2 separate regions of the Mus musculus genome follow, and region 1 is linked to region 2. A link is a contact called in public Hi-C data. All regions are on one chromosome and are shown on one strand. Each heading gives the region's core, a stretch centred on a gene start, on an enhancer-like site or on the middle of the called end of the contact. The rest is flanking DNA. Distances are from core to core; before and after follow the strand shown. Region 1 overlaps Chl1 (cell adhesion molecule L1-like). Region 2 has its middle 170 kb from the start of Chl1.

Region 1 (6,802 bases), core at 1,588-4,087, 340 kb before region 2:
ACTGGTTTCAGTCTTTCCTCTGTTACTGGCAAATACAGCAATTCCTGTCTTATCTGCCAACAAATCTGTTGGCTATACTTTGAACTATCTACTACCTGACAACATGTCTAGCCTGATGACTTAGTGTCTTTCAGTCACCTTTTTGCAGTCATAGAGTTAGAGGCTGCATTCAAAGACCAGAAAATTCCTTTAACACATAAATTACAAGGGCTGGGAATACAACTCAGTAGTAAAGCACTTGCCAGGCAATCGGAACTGTGGTCCAAACTCTAGTACCTCATAAACAAACGAACCATAATATTTCTCACTCAACCTCTCCTATCAAAACCCTATATGGTTGCTCATCTGTCATCATTAAAATCCCAAGACCTTGATCAGGCCTTGTCATTGTCTATGCTCTGATGCCTGCATCTAGTGAATGATTTTACCAGCTGACTCATGCCCTTCCTTATGCCCTGGACTTAAGGCAATCAGTTCTGTTTCCTTTTATTTATTTATTTTTTCTCCAGACATACCTGGGGAGTCTTTTCCTTTCTCTCCTCTCTACTTCAAAAGTACTCACAGACATCTGATGGCAGCCTACTTCCTCACCCTTTTCATCTCTTGAAGTATGTACTTTTATAACCATAAATCTACCCTGCATCTCGAACTTTACACTCTCCTTAGTACCTACCTACTTCCTATGTATGAATTTCTCAACAACATGACCTTTACAACTATGTCTTCTCTTGCCATTTTATAACTCACTGAATCCAATTAGTGCTGTCGGTAGCTGCATAGGGCTTATCCACTGAAGCATGCAGCCTGCCACTTGTCATACACCAAAAGAAACATGTCTTTTCTCTCATAGCATCCATCAAATACCAACAACTTCTCAGCTCGGGTTGATGTCTCATAAACCTCCCACACCCACCAATGCCCGAGTTTTGATGGACAGATCTTAAGCAGTTAAAATATGTGCTGTGAGTTCACAGGTACAATGGCTACTTCCTGTCCAGAAGACAGCATTTCCTACCACTCCTTCCATCCCTCAGCTTTTATATTGCTTCAGCTCCCTCCTCTGTAATACTCCCTGAACTTCCAAAACGGATATAGATGTCCCATTTATGGCTGAGGACACATTGTCAATTATTCTCAGCATTTGCCCAGTTACAGGACTCCATATTAACCACTGTCAATTGGAAACAGAATCTTCTCTGAACAAGCCAGAGACCCCCCTTAATCTTGAGAGCTCATAAAGGTGGCTGCCTTGGCCCACCCTACAGGCACTTTAGTATTAGATGAGTGATCCAAGTAGAAGCACTTGAACTCCTCGTCCTCCTGCACCCACCTCCCATAATTAATGGTTTAAGCCAGATCCTGTGCAACCCATTCTAGGAATGGTGCTTTTCTCAAGCAACATAACAAACCCGCAAGTCACAGCTATTTTCATCTCTGTTTTATTTATGAAAAACAAAACAAAACAGGTTTTAAGAGGCACAGTTCCATTCCCAGTCCCACAGTTAGCAAATGTTAGGATGACCATGCAAACACAGGCAGTGCGGCTCCAGAGTTCATAAACCATCCAAGAACTCCACAGATAAATTATGACTTTAGGTAGCTGGCTAATTAATCTCCTTCAAACACTACCAACTACCACTGCTTCCATTTTGCAGCTTGGAAAACCCACGCTAAGATGATCCAGTGACGAGTTCGAGGCCACAGACCTGGGAAGAGTTGCAGCCCAGTGATGACTTTGGTTTATGAACCACAAGGAGACATGGATAATACGTGGAACCATGACTAATAAATAAATGGGGACCCTACACCTGCACTTCCTATCTTTTCCTCCATGGAGCTACTTAAGCAGAACATAACATTTAACATAGGTTCTGACCTTCTGCCTGAACAAATAGCTTCAAAATAGCCTCAGCTCTGGGTTCAAATGAAAACCTCTAGGGTTTGGAGACTGGTGCAGTAAGGAATCTGGCCCCCAGGCCTGGTTCATTTCTGTTTCTCTGTGGCCAACAAATGTGGACAAGATTCAAGGGGATGTTCTAGTGTTGTCAACAGCAGCCAGGGAGCTATTGTGTCATGTATAGCTTTGGGTATCACATGTGTCCTGGCCACAACATGGAGATAAAATGTGAACAATAAATATTCTGGGCAGGGGCAGAGTTAAGGATTGAGGATGTTGTAAGGGTGCAAGAAATATCAACTTTCAACTTTCCTCTCCTGGGTTACTCTATCATTCCTTCTCAAGGGCAGGAGCAAGGGTTGGTGTATATTAATCCTCTTCCTAATTCAGTCATTACTTAATTATACAAATAATTATATTTAACAATATCTACCTACCTATCTATCTATCTATCTATCTATCCATCTATCTATCTAATAATATAATTAACTTAGTATATCCATAAACACTATCCATGTGTTGGTTGTCATCAATCAAATTACCAATAAAGAATCACCTGGTGATTTTCTGGCACTGTATTATGCTAACACAGCCCAGCCCATCTACTTCATACATCCCCAAACTGTGATCAGATGTGATCCCATTCAACTGCTGTATTCCCTAGCATGTCATTCTCAGGCCTTTTGTTAGGTTGTTTTTAACTCACTTTCAATCGGCAAGCCATTGAGTCTCCATTTGATTGTGGGTTGAGGTTCGCCTTCTGCTTCACACAACAAGATGCCACTGCTCCCCGTGCTGTACACGGCACTCTGAGGCTTCTTTTTCCAGCGTGGAGGCTCTGAAGACAAAACAAAGAAATTTCCAGAAGGGTTCTGCATAGCCAGAGATGCGACGACGTTAACAGGTCTGCATTTCTACCCTTAACCAGCAGAGGGCAGACACTACCAAGTATTCCATAGCAACTGTGGAATAGGTTCTACAAAGCAAGATGGCTGTATTTGTGTGTGTGTGTGTGTGTGTGCTTACATTACACTCTAAACATGTATATAAATCTGCATACCAGAAATATACAGCTGTCTTAGCTGTATATATTAATCTTACTGAAATATGAGGGAGGGCTAAGCAGATGGGAACTCATTTAGGGCTGGCTGCTCTTTCTTTTCAGGCTGAAGCGAAGTAGCTGAAAATGGGGCTATGCAGGAAATAGATTCAGAGAGCTTTTTAAACAACAGTAAAATTTGTGAGACCTTGTTCCTTGATTATTGACTCTAGCATTTACATGTCATATGTATAGCAATTTGCATAACTTATCAAGTTGGAAAACATAATTTGCTTTGCAAGAGATGTTCTTCTTGCAAAGGGGCAGAACGGGATCCTGAGAACATTTGACATTTATCACTGGAAGCAAAGCAGTAAAACTAGGGACAGATGATCTTCATCTCTTGATGCACAAAACTTCAAATGTGTAACTCTAAATGGAGTCTCAGAACAGAGCAAGACAAGTGTTCTCATTGCACACGTTACTGTCACATCTTGTCACCATCAGGGCACCACGATGACAACAGTGAATATAAGACTAGAAGGATGCATGAATATTATTATTTTTGTTGTTGTGATTGTTTGCCAACATATATAGCTATGTTGCACTTTCTTGGATACCTTATACCCATAGAGGACAGAAGACGACATCAGATTTCTTGGTTGGGGTTACATAGTGCTGTGAGCTACCATGTAGACGCTGGGAACTAAACCAGAGCCCTTTGAAATAGCAGCTGGTGCTCTCCTACCACTGAGCCATTTCTTCAGACCCATGTGCATAATTGATAATTAATCTCAGAAGTGACTTAATAGAATTTTAAAGTAGTATTTCCCATCAACTTTAGCCTGCTCATTTCCCTGCAAGAACTATGGATTTTTGTGTTGATTAAAAAAAGAAACTTTTTAAAAGATATGAACATATATAAAGTGAAAATATCTTTTAAATGATTTTAGTAAAAGAAAGAAAGGTGATTACATGGGAAATTAAATTTATTAAGGGGTAAGAAAAAACATACAAACAGGTAATTCTGGCAAATCTATGTGATAAAAGAAATAGCAGCCTTATTTATAATAGCCAGAAGCTGGAAAGAACCCAGATGTCCCTCAAGAGAGGAATGGATACAGAAAATGTGGTACATTTATACAATGGAGTACTACTCAGCTATTAAAAACAATGAATTTATGAAATTCTTGGTCAAATGGATGTATCTGGAGGACATCATCCTTAGTCAGGTAACCCAATCACAAAAGAAGTCACTTCATATGCACTCACTGATAAGTGGATATTAGCCCAGAAACTTAGAATACCCAAGGTACAATTTGCAAAACACAAAAAAATCAAGAAGAACGAAGACCAAAGTGTGAATACTTCATTCCTCCTTAGAATAGGGAACAAAACACCCATGGAAGGAGTTACAGAGACAAAGTTTGGAGCTAAGACGAAAGGATGGACCATCCAGAGACTGCCATATCCAGGGATCCATCCCATAATCAGCCACCAAACCCAGACACTATTGCATATACCAGCAAGATTTTGCTGAAAGGACTCTGATATAACTGTCTCTTGTGAGGCTAGGCCAGTGCCTGGCAAATACAGAATTGAATGCTCACAGTCATCTATTGGATGAAACACAGGGCCCCCAATGGAGGAGCTAGAGAAAGCACCCAAAGAGCTAAAGGGGTCTGCAACCCTATAGGTGGAACAACAATATGAACTAACCAGTACCCCCAGAGCTCATGTCTCTAGCTGAATATGTAGCAGAAAATGGCCTAGTTGGCCATCATTGGGAAGAGAGGCCCCTTGGTCTTGCAAACTTTATATGTGCCCGTACAGGGGAATGCCAGGGCCAAGAAGTGGGAGTGGGTGGGTAGGGGAGCAGGGCGGGTATAGGGGACTTTTGGGATAGCATTTGAAATGTATATAAAGAAAATATATTTTTTAAAATATTTTTATTAGGTATTTTCCTCATTTACATTTCCAGTGCTATCCCAAAATTCCCCCATACCCCCCCAACTCCCCTACCCACCCACTCCCACTTTTTGGCCCTGGTGTTCCCCTGTACTGGGGCATATAAAGTTTGCATGACCAATGGGCTTCTCTTTCCAGTGATGGCTGACTAGTCCATCTTTTGATACATATGCAGGTAGAGTCAAGAGCTCCGGGGTACTGGTTAGTTCATAATGTTGTTCCACCTATAGGGTTGCAGATCCCTTTAACTCCTTGGATACTTTCTCTAGCTCCTCCATTGGGGGCCCTGTGATCCATCCAATAGCTGACTGTGAGCATCTGCTTCTGTGTTTGCTAGGCCCCGGCATAGTCTCACAAGAGAGAGCTATATCTGGGTCCTTTCGATAAAATCTTGCTAGTGTATGCAATGGTGTCAGCGTTTGGAAGCTGATTATGGGATGGATCCCTGGACATGGCAGTCTCTCGATGGTCCATCCTTTTGTCTCAGCTCCAAAAAAGAGAGAGAGAAAAAGAAAAGAAAAGGAAAGGAAAGGAAAGGAAAGGAAAGGAAAGGAAAAAAAAGAAAAGAAGAGAAGAGAAGAGAAGAGAAGAGAAAAGAAAAGAATAGAAAAGAAAAGAAAAGAAAAGAAAAGAAAAGAAAAGAAAAGAAAAGAAAAGAAAAGAAAAGAAAAGAAAAGAAAAGAAGCATACCTATAGAATCTCCCAACAGGGTATGGGCTCAGTTGTTAGTTTTCATGTTAAACGCCTGCGTTTATAATAGACTACTCTAAACGTATTGAATTCCTTAACATAAAGTACAATGGTCTAAATTAGAAACTGAGTGACCTTTTGAAGAGGAAGACTGCCTATATGACATTGTATTTTTAAAGGCTTATTTTGTTTATGTGTCAGGTATAGCTACCTGCTCGACATGTGTGTTGGGAACCAAACATAGGTCCCCTGGAAGAGCACCGAATGCTCCTAACGGCTGAGACATCTAACTTTTCAAATTTTTTTCTCAGTCTTTTTATGCAACCATAACAACAAAATTCAATATGTGAAAGTTACAGGGGATACATCCCCATGAATATGTGAGCCATAATGATTATAGTAGAAACTATGACCGTTCCTTTCCAAGCAGGTAGAAATAAAGATCCTGTAATGAAAATATTATTACTCCTGTATAATAAAAATCAATTTTCCAATCCTTATCTTCAGTCTACGAATTTCATTAACCTTTGGTATGACTATATATACCTTTGCACACATATATTAAAGAGATATTACTGTAAGAATCAAATGAAGGGGTGAGGTATTGCTTCATCTAACCTTTGACCTTATGGAAATAATACTGAGCTTTAGAGAATTCATCTAATCTTTTTCAGGGTCATCAGAGAAAGAATTCTCATTTCCTGTTCTTGCCAATCCATGAATCTCAGAACAGAGCCTCTGGGGAAACAACAGAGACATGCAAAGCTATAGAGGAAGTCCTCATGGACAGGCATCTCATGCAGGATAACTAGGAATCAAGGTGAGTTCAGCTGTCCAGTTGAGTCTTTGCCTTTCCAACCTCTCCTCTCCTCACCTATATTTATCAACTGATGTAGGAAGTTTCAAGTATTTTGTAGTTCACAGCAACCATCCCTATACATTAGCTTGGTCCTTCTTCATAAGTGTTAAAAACACTTCCACATTCACGTAGATGATTCTCTCCTTTGCCCCCCTTAAGTTTCTGGTCCTGAACAGCTGTAAACATTGTCATGAAACTTGAGAAAGACTTAATACCTGCCTATGACTATTGAATACAGTTGAGGCTGAGACTCTCACTGTTGACTTTGCTAGTTGACTCTTTAGGAGTTCAATCTTGAAGTCAGCACAGAGTCCTAGAACAGTGATCGCTAGAGAGCTAGGGTTGAAGC
Region 2 (7,482 bases), core at 3,692-6,191:
TTACTTCAACATATATTGCTTTGGTAAATTTAGAGATGCCTAGACAGGAACAGACATGTGAATGGCCCTTAAATATGTCCCTTTGTAAAGAAAGCCCTGTAGGCACGGGAAATCCACCCAGGGAAAACTAAGAGTGGAGAAGGGACATGGAAGATGACCTGATTCTTGTCAGCATAAAATAATCTTTCCTTATAATGCATTTCCAATCTTCATACTCTAAAATGCTGCCACCACCATCCAGGAGAACCAAGTCTCTATTGCTCTTTACTGCATAGGAGGTTCTACTGGTAACCCCTTCTCTGAATTCCCAACTTGTGTGGCTCCTGCACATGCACATGATAAGACATCCATGTCTATCCCTGTCAGTCTGCTGACTTCAGCAGACTCAGCCTTTGGAGGGTAGAGCAGAATGATTTTTATTCTCACATGCACAGTCCACTCTCTTCCCCGTACATTGCAAACAGTCTCATGCAGCAGGACTGGTTTGAAGGCAATTCTCTGTGTGTCTGTCATTGGTTTAGGAGTGGACATGTAATGAGTCAATGAGCAGTGAGAATTAAAAGGGATTCCTGTGAAAATCTACTTGATCCTAAAAAGTAATAACCTGTTTTTCCATGGGACATAGATTTTGAATAATCAGAACATAAGAACTTCAGCCAAAATTTTGTCATCTAGAGGGGACATCCAACAGGTAAAAGCCTTCCTTTCATCTTTTGGGAGAAGGGAGTAATCCTTCCAATGATGTCTTAGTTATTTAGCTATGCATATCCCTGTATCTGTATTCCAATTCTTCTAAACCTAAAAGATGACCTCATGGGCTCCTGAACCCATATGCATGCTCTTCTACCCAATATGTGTGCTGGTTTCACCCTATTCACTATTTTTCCCACTATCAGCTAATGCTCTCTTTAATTGTCTTATTGGGGCAGGAGGCCAAACCTAGTGCTTTGGGACTCTAGGTAGGTAACCCAATCACAAAAGAACTCACACAATATGTACTCACTGATAAGTGGATATTAGCCCAGAAACTTAGAATACCCAAGATATAAGATACAATTTGCAAAACACAGGAAACTCAAGAAGAACGAAGACCAAAGTGTGGACACTTTGCCCCTTCTTAGAATTGGGAACAAAACACCCATGGAAGGAGTTACAGAGACAAAGTTTGGAGCTGAGACAAAAGGATGGACTACCTAGAAACTGCCATATCCAGGGATCCATCCCATAATCAGCTTCCAAACACTGACAGCATTGCATACACTAGCAAGATTTTGCTGAAAGGACCCAGATATAGCTGTCTCTTGTGAGACTATGCCAGGGCCTAGCAATCACAGAAGTGGATGCTCACAGTCAGCTATTGGATGGATCACAGGGCCCCCAATGGAGGAGCTAGAGAAAGTAACCAAGGAGCTAAAGGGATCTGCAACCCTATAGGTGGAACAACAATATGAACTAACCAGTACCCCCCCAGAGCTCGTGTCTCTAGCTGCATATGTATCTGAAGATGGCCTAGTCAGCCATCAGTGGAAAGAGAGGCCCATTGGTCGTGCAAACTTTATATATAGGGGAACGCCAGTGCCAAGAAGTGGGAGTGGGTGGGTCGGGGAGTGTGTGGGGGACTTTTGGGATAGCATTGGAAATGTAAATGAAATAAATAGCTAATATATATATATATATATATATATATATATATATATATATATATATATTCCCTGGGGGAAAACACAAGAAATTTATATATATACCCTCTCTACTGATAGCAAGATGAACATTATAAGATGTTGCTGTGCCTTTAAGTCGTGTCATTATATCCTGTCTTTTAAATGCTTGCTAGTTTCACGTGTTTGGGGTAAGAGAGTGCTGTCTACATTCCAATTAGATTATACAGTGATAAAGGAGCCTATCAAATGCTGAGGGCAAAATCACAGGCATGTGCTATGATAAGAAATCTACTGATTAAAGGAATGCATTCAGGGTGGGGTAGATTTACTATATGCAAACAAGAAATCATCGAGAAATGAGTAGAGGGAATTATTTAGCATAGCACCAGTGAAAATTACAGAGGTAAATTTTGACTAGGAATGAAGAAAATGATTCCTGACAGTAAAAATAATTGGATTGTAAAGTCCTGTCCTGAGAGAGACAGAGGACACTTTATCTTGCATCATGTGTGAAGATGAGAAACACCAGCAGTATTCTGCTAAAGCCCACCAGGGAATGTAGCTTCTCTCCTGGCATACTGATTTCATGTGGCTCAGTGATCCCACTATATCTGTCTTTTGGAACCAAATAGTAAAATAGTATAAAGAATTCCCACCAAAATGATGAAGAAATGCATGTATTCTCTGTAGTTGTAATGAATCAGAAAATATTCCGAAGCTTAAAATCCCTAGCAATGAGGTGGAGCATGAGGAAACTAAGGAGCAACAAGAACAGCAGTCATTCAGTCTTCCTCAGTTTTCAGCTTCTGCTGCTACAGAATAAGAGCTCATATAAGGTCACTTAACTGAATTTGTATGTATTTGTATGTGTGACAGAGCAGGAGAGTCACAAAAAAGATTGAAAATAATAAAAGGTTTCTGAGTGTGTAGTGGCCAAGAATTTAAAATCAGATATGTAGTAAATCCAAGATGTTTCTAGAACCAAGCTCCCACAATGCATTATACAGCTTTAGAGAAGCACTGGCTCAGAGATGAACAGGTATCCTTTGCACAGCACATGTCATACCTGACACTATGTAAGTGACTCCAGACAGAAACACCAGGGCTCAGATCTACTCAGATCTACTGTAGGTTATGAATTGCTGTGCTTACTCCACACAAAGTTTCCAGCTCTTCTAGAAACATGTTGGTGAAATTCTGAAATGCAAAAAATTTCAATGTTTTCCTATCATCACTCCCTGACAAATTAGTATATCTCCAGATTGCACTATGTTAGAATATAGATTTTTAAAATTTTTGAAGGGCTGGGTAAAGGGTTCAGTGGGTAAAGTACTTGTTGCTTAAGCATAAGGATTGAATTTGGATCCCCAGCACCCATGGAAAAATGGGTCTTATAACCTTTTACCCCAAGGCATATATGTCATTTCCATGACTGGTATGCAGGAATTAGAGATAGAAGACCCAGGACGTTCGCTGGCATTTTGCCAAGAGAGCAGGATCTCGGCTCTCGAAAAGCATTATCTTCAGAAAAAAAGGGGGCTGGGGGAAAAGATGGGAAGTAAGAATGGAAGACTCTTCACCTTTCCTTCCGGCTTATTCACATTGCACAGATGTTTAAACCAGCACCAACTCCTCCCAAATATATGTGTTGCAACTTGAGTAGCGTTAGAACAGGTCAGGGTGGAATTCGGCACCAATTTCTGAAATGGCCCTAACCACACTTCTTCTGTTTGGTTTCACGTATTTACGTGAAGCAGAGATCTCTGCATGGATAGTTATAGGGGGAAAAGTGAAATAATGATCAGCTCTGGAAAACGGAAAAGATGCTCTGTGTACGGTAGTGCCAACCATTCAGCCAAGATTTGGTTGTTTATGTAAATATAAATAAGCACATGCATCTCATTAGTATACAAATCTGTTTCATCCTCTCCAAGTGGCAAAACACCAGATAATTGTTTTAAAATAAAAGTCTTTGCTGTTTATTCTCTGCGAATGTTTGGTTTGCAAGCCTACTTCATAGGCTGACTGACATATTGGGATTATATAAAAAACTGGAGGGCAAAAGGTTGCCAAGTGGGAGATGTTCAAGAATCCCTACCGTAAATAATAGCTATCCTTTAATGGTGAGCTGTGTTGAATGTGTACACTCTTTCTTAATAAGTCACACCCATTCCTGTAAATCCGGTTTTATAATCTTACCACAAGGAGGAGCGAACTACTCAGAGAGAACTGAGGCATCCAGCAGAGATCTCACAGCTGCTGAGTATATGACTCATGGGCTCAAGGCCTTCACCAGGTGGCCTGCCTGGCTTGGAAACTTCTCTGCTTTCTTCCACCATATTACATTTCTTAGGGGGTAAAGATACTGAGGCTCACAGGGGTGATACTTCTGGGCCTGTGCTTCCTAGTTGTTTAAGAACAGCATACATAACGCTATCTTCAGATCTTTTCCCTGTTCCATAGGCAGGCATTCTGTACCTCTGTGTACTTGGAGGCAAGCCATACCTGCCTCTTTAGTTATCTGAAAACTGGTGTGTGTTTGTGTGTGTGTGTGTTTAATGTAGCCTTCTTTCCACTAACATTTTTATAATGGTTAAAACTGAGAATTGCTGGAATCTTCCACCATTCCTGGAATCTTCCTTAAAGAAGATAAGGTATAACATTTTCTCTAATAAAGCTTGGTCACATGTTCTACTTATTTTCCCCTTACATTCCCCCTATCAGTCCCTTCAGTCCTCGTGACTGGACATTTTGTTACTAGTTTCTACCTTCAAATGGGTTGCTTCTCTCCCTCTTGGATATACTGTGCTTTGTACAAAGTTGACTATCCCTGCCTCTGCCCATGGCTTTTTTTTTCCTTCTTCTTTTTTGGCAAGGACAGTGTTTTATGTCAAAACTGGCCTGACTTCTTTTTTGAGAAGCCAGGCTTCCTTCCGGTAATGAATTAAAGGTCAGACCTTATGCTAGCTTTGTGGGGAGGCGCCCAGGGTTCTCACTTACAAATGGCAAAAAGCCACTGGCTACTTTCTGAGTACAAGTGACCTGGTTTACAACTTTGAGTTCAAGCCACCCACAGCCATAAGACAAGGGATCCAAGACAGGCACTGAGCAAAAACATTTAATAAGGAATGGGCATTCAAGATGAAAGTATGTCTCAGAGTTAGAGACTCTTCCTTGAGTTTCTTCTTTCCAGCTTTTGTGTTTTCCCTTCCCTTTAAAGACCTCATTCAATGATAGGGTTGTCTTTTTCAATTGCAAATGAAACACTGGCTCTCTAAATACAGTTGGCTCTTGGCAGGGTTTGCAAAGGGACCTTTAAAAGCATGTCTCAAAGTAGCCGAGGGTTTCGAATTCTGGAGACATTAACAAAAAAATTCCCTATTGGTAGCAAGGGGAAAATATGTGTGGTTAAGAATGGCCATTTGTCCCCTCCTGATGGTCAGGAGCAAAATGTTACTTCAAATTTAAAATTAAAATAAGAGTTTTCACAAAGGTGGCAAAAATGTTTATATCTTGGAAGGCTGGAAAACCTCTGCACTTTCATCGGCATCTAACGTGAAACTTTCTGGGAGAACACCACAGGGCAGGGAGCTAGTAGGAATCATTATTGGAGGATATTTTAGAGATTTGAAGCCACATTGGGCTTCACATTAGCATCCATGAGCAACAGTGCATGTTACTATGAGAGCTAAGTGACTTCCCTTCCAAATGAAGGCTATTCACAAGCATGTGCTCACACATGCAAGTGCAGCGACAGATGCCACTGGTCAGTGGTCAACGGAACTCTACACCACTGGCTGGGTTCAAAAGGGCACTTTAGAGGAGGAATAGTCTTCTGTGTCCTAAACTAGAATTCACTGCACAAGAACAATGATCGCTTCAAAGATCCTGGCACATGGACAGAGAGCAGGAGCCATCCAAAGCCCTTGATAATAAACATACCGAGACTTTTGCAGTGACCAGAAGCACAGATCCTCAGCATGAATGAAATGTTTGGACCTCAGACAAAAGCACTTCTTTGCCCGATAGTAAACTCTTGAAACTGGAGTCTTGCAAGGTCTCCAAAGTCTGATTTTCTGATTTTTTCTTGTGGTAGACAGTACCTTGACAACATTCAGTACTAGATATTAATTTTTGTCCCTTTTAACTTATAAATGATAAGGGGATGAGACAAAGGACCAGTATTGCAGATGGGACTATTTTCTTTGTTGTTTTTCTTTTCTTCTCTTCTCTTCTCTTCTCTTCTCTTCTCTTCTCTTCTCTTCTCTTCTCTTCTCTTCTCTTCTCTCCTCTCCTCTCCTCTCCTCTCCTCTCCTCTCCTCTCCTCTCCTCTCCTCTCCTCTCCTCTCCTCTCCTCTCCTCTCCTCTCCTCTCCCCTCCCCTCCCCTCCCCTCCCCTCCCCTCCCCTCCCCTCCCCTCCCCTCCCCTCCCCTCCCCTCCCCGTCTCCTCTCTCCTCTCCTCCCCTTTCCTCTCCTCTCCTCTCCTCTCCTCTCCTCTCCTCTCCTCTCCTCTCCTCTCCTCTCCTCTCCTCTCCTCTCCTCTCCTCTCCCCTCCCCTCCCCTCCCCTCCCCTCCCCGTCTCCCCTCTTCTCTTCTCTTCTCTTCTCTTCTCTTCTCTTCTCTTCTCTTCTCTTCTCTTCTCTTCTTTAAAGAGAAGAGAGGCAAAGGCTTCTTGGAAGTGTTCATAAACATCCTCACAGATGACAACCTGTATAGCTTCACTCAGGAAAACCCTGGCTCTGGTGCTAAAATTCCTTTCCATTCTCTAGATGCAGTCCCTGAACTGCTAATGTGGGAGATGTGCTGCATTTCTGAGTGGGTTTTAGCACTGACAGTGAATCCAGGCTCCTGTGCTATTTCTCTTTGGAAGCTTCTTTGTAAAGGCCACAGCTGAAATTTGGTGACAGGAGTGTAATCTAGAAAAAGGCTACACACATATCAATCATCTGGATGCGTCCAAGGTGACTGTGGCTGGCCCCAATCCCTCTCTGCTGAAATATTTGCTCCAAAATCTTCTTCTATCAGGTCGTAGGCTGATTTACTAGATGTTCTGGCTGTTTGCAAGATGGCAATGTTTAGATTTAATGTAGTGAGAAAGATAACATTTAATGAATATTAAAAGGCACCTCTTGGTATAGCAAGGCTTTGTTAGGGATTCTTGTTTTCTTAGTTTTTGTTTACTGACTTATTTGCAGGTTTTCTAAAGAAACCTAGGCCATTAGTATTTATATATATATATATGTATGTATATGTATATGTATATGTGTATGTGTATGTGTATGTGTATGTGTATGTGTATGTGTATGTGTATGTGTATGTGTATGTGTATGTGTATGTGTATGTGTATGTGTATATGTATATGTATATGTATATATATATATATATATATATATATATATATATATATATATATGAAGGATTCTCTAAGAATGAGAGGTCTTAAACTCCAGCCATGCAAGAATGTGTAGTCACATAAAGAAATTCAGAGAATGAGGAGCCAAATGGACTAAAGACAAGTGAACTGGCTCTGAGATAGGAAAAAAGGTTGACACAATTTAAAACAGAGAGAAGACCAGTGAGGGAGAATATGGGCTTCTGGAAAGGTAAGAAAACCCAGATGGGCTTCAAATGGCTGTGAGGTACAGGATGGAACTCAGGGATGGGTTCTCAGGCCTGTCAGCCTTGGAGTTTCTGCAGGCACATTGTAGTCAACATTGCAGTGTAAAGTCCTGGTGGAACAATACTCAGAGAGTTTCTGGTCAAGATTTTGATATCCAGTAATATGATTTGTGGCCAAAATGGAGTGGAATTGCTGATATGA

Evidence for each region. Hi-C and Micro-C count contacts between places; a contact is called where the count stands out from the background.
Region 1: a contact with region 2 is called in a Hi-C map of neural progenitor cells, with 4 times the contacts expected there. The contact joins two enhancer-like sites. A contact is called at or near these places in 1 of 15 datasets of contacts at CTCF or cohesin (pro-B cells), 5 of 484 Hi-C or Micro-C datasets (cerebral cortex, cortical neurons, embryonic stem cells and 2 more), 7 of 115 datasets of contacts at active chromatin or transcription factors (the 230-238 cell line, T-cell acute lymphoblastic leukemia, acute myeloid leukemia and 4 more) and 3 of 9 other capture datasets (adipose tissue, embryonic stem cells and liver).

The regions. Positions count from the first base shown.
Region 1 is chr6:103,679,081-103,685,882 of GRCm38.p6, reverse strand. Chl1 (cell adhesion molecule L1-like) reads right to left here. Exons shown (of 27, transcript NM_007697.2): 10 at 2,604-2,735. Among named protein-coding and RNA genes, the nearest start is that of Gm52915, 9.3 kb to the left of the region's middle. Within about 2 kb of position 2,837, at least 17 of the 459 cell types and tissues checked have an H3K27ac peak or open chromatin away from gene starts, as enhancers often do. A contact at or near this core is called in neural progenitor cells, where this site is marked.
Region 2 is chr6:103,341,765-103,349,246 of GRCm38.p6, reverse strand. No RefSeq gene overlaps it. Among named protein-coding and RNA genes, the nearest start is that of Chl1, 170 kb to the left of the region's middle. Within about 2 kb of position 4,941, at least 45 of the 459 cell types and tissues checked have an H3K27ac peak or open chromatin away from gene starts, as enhancers often do. A contact at or near this core is called in neural progenitor cells, where this site is marked.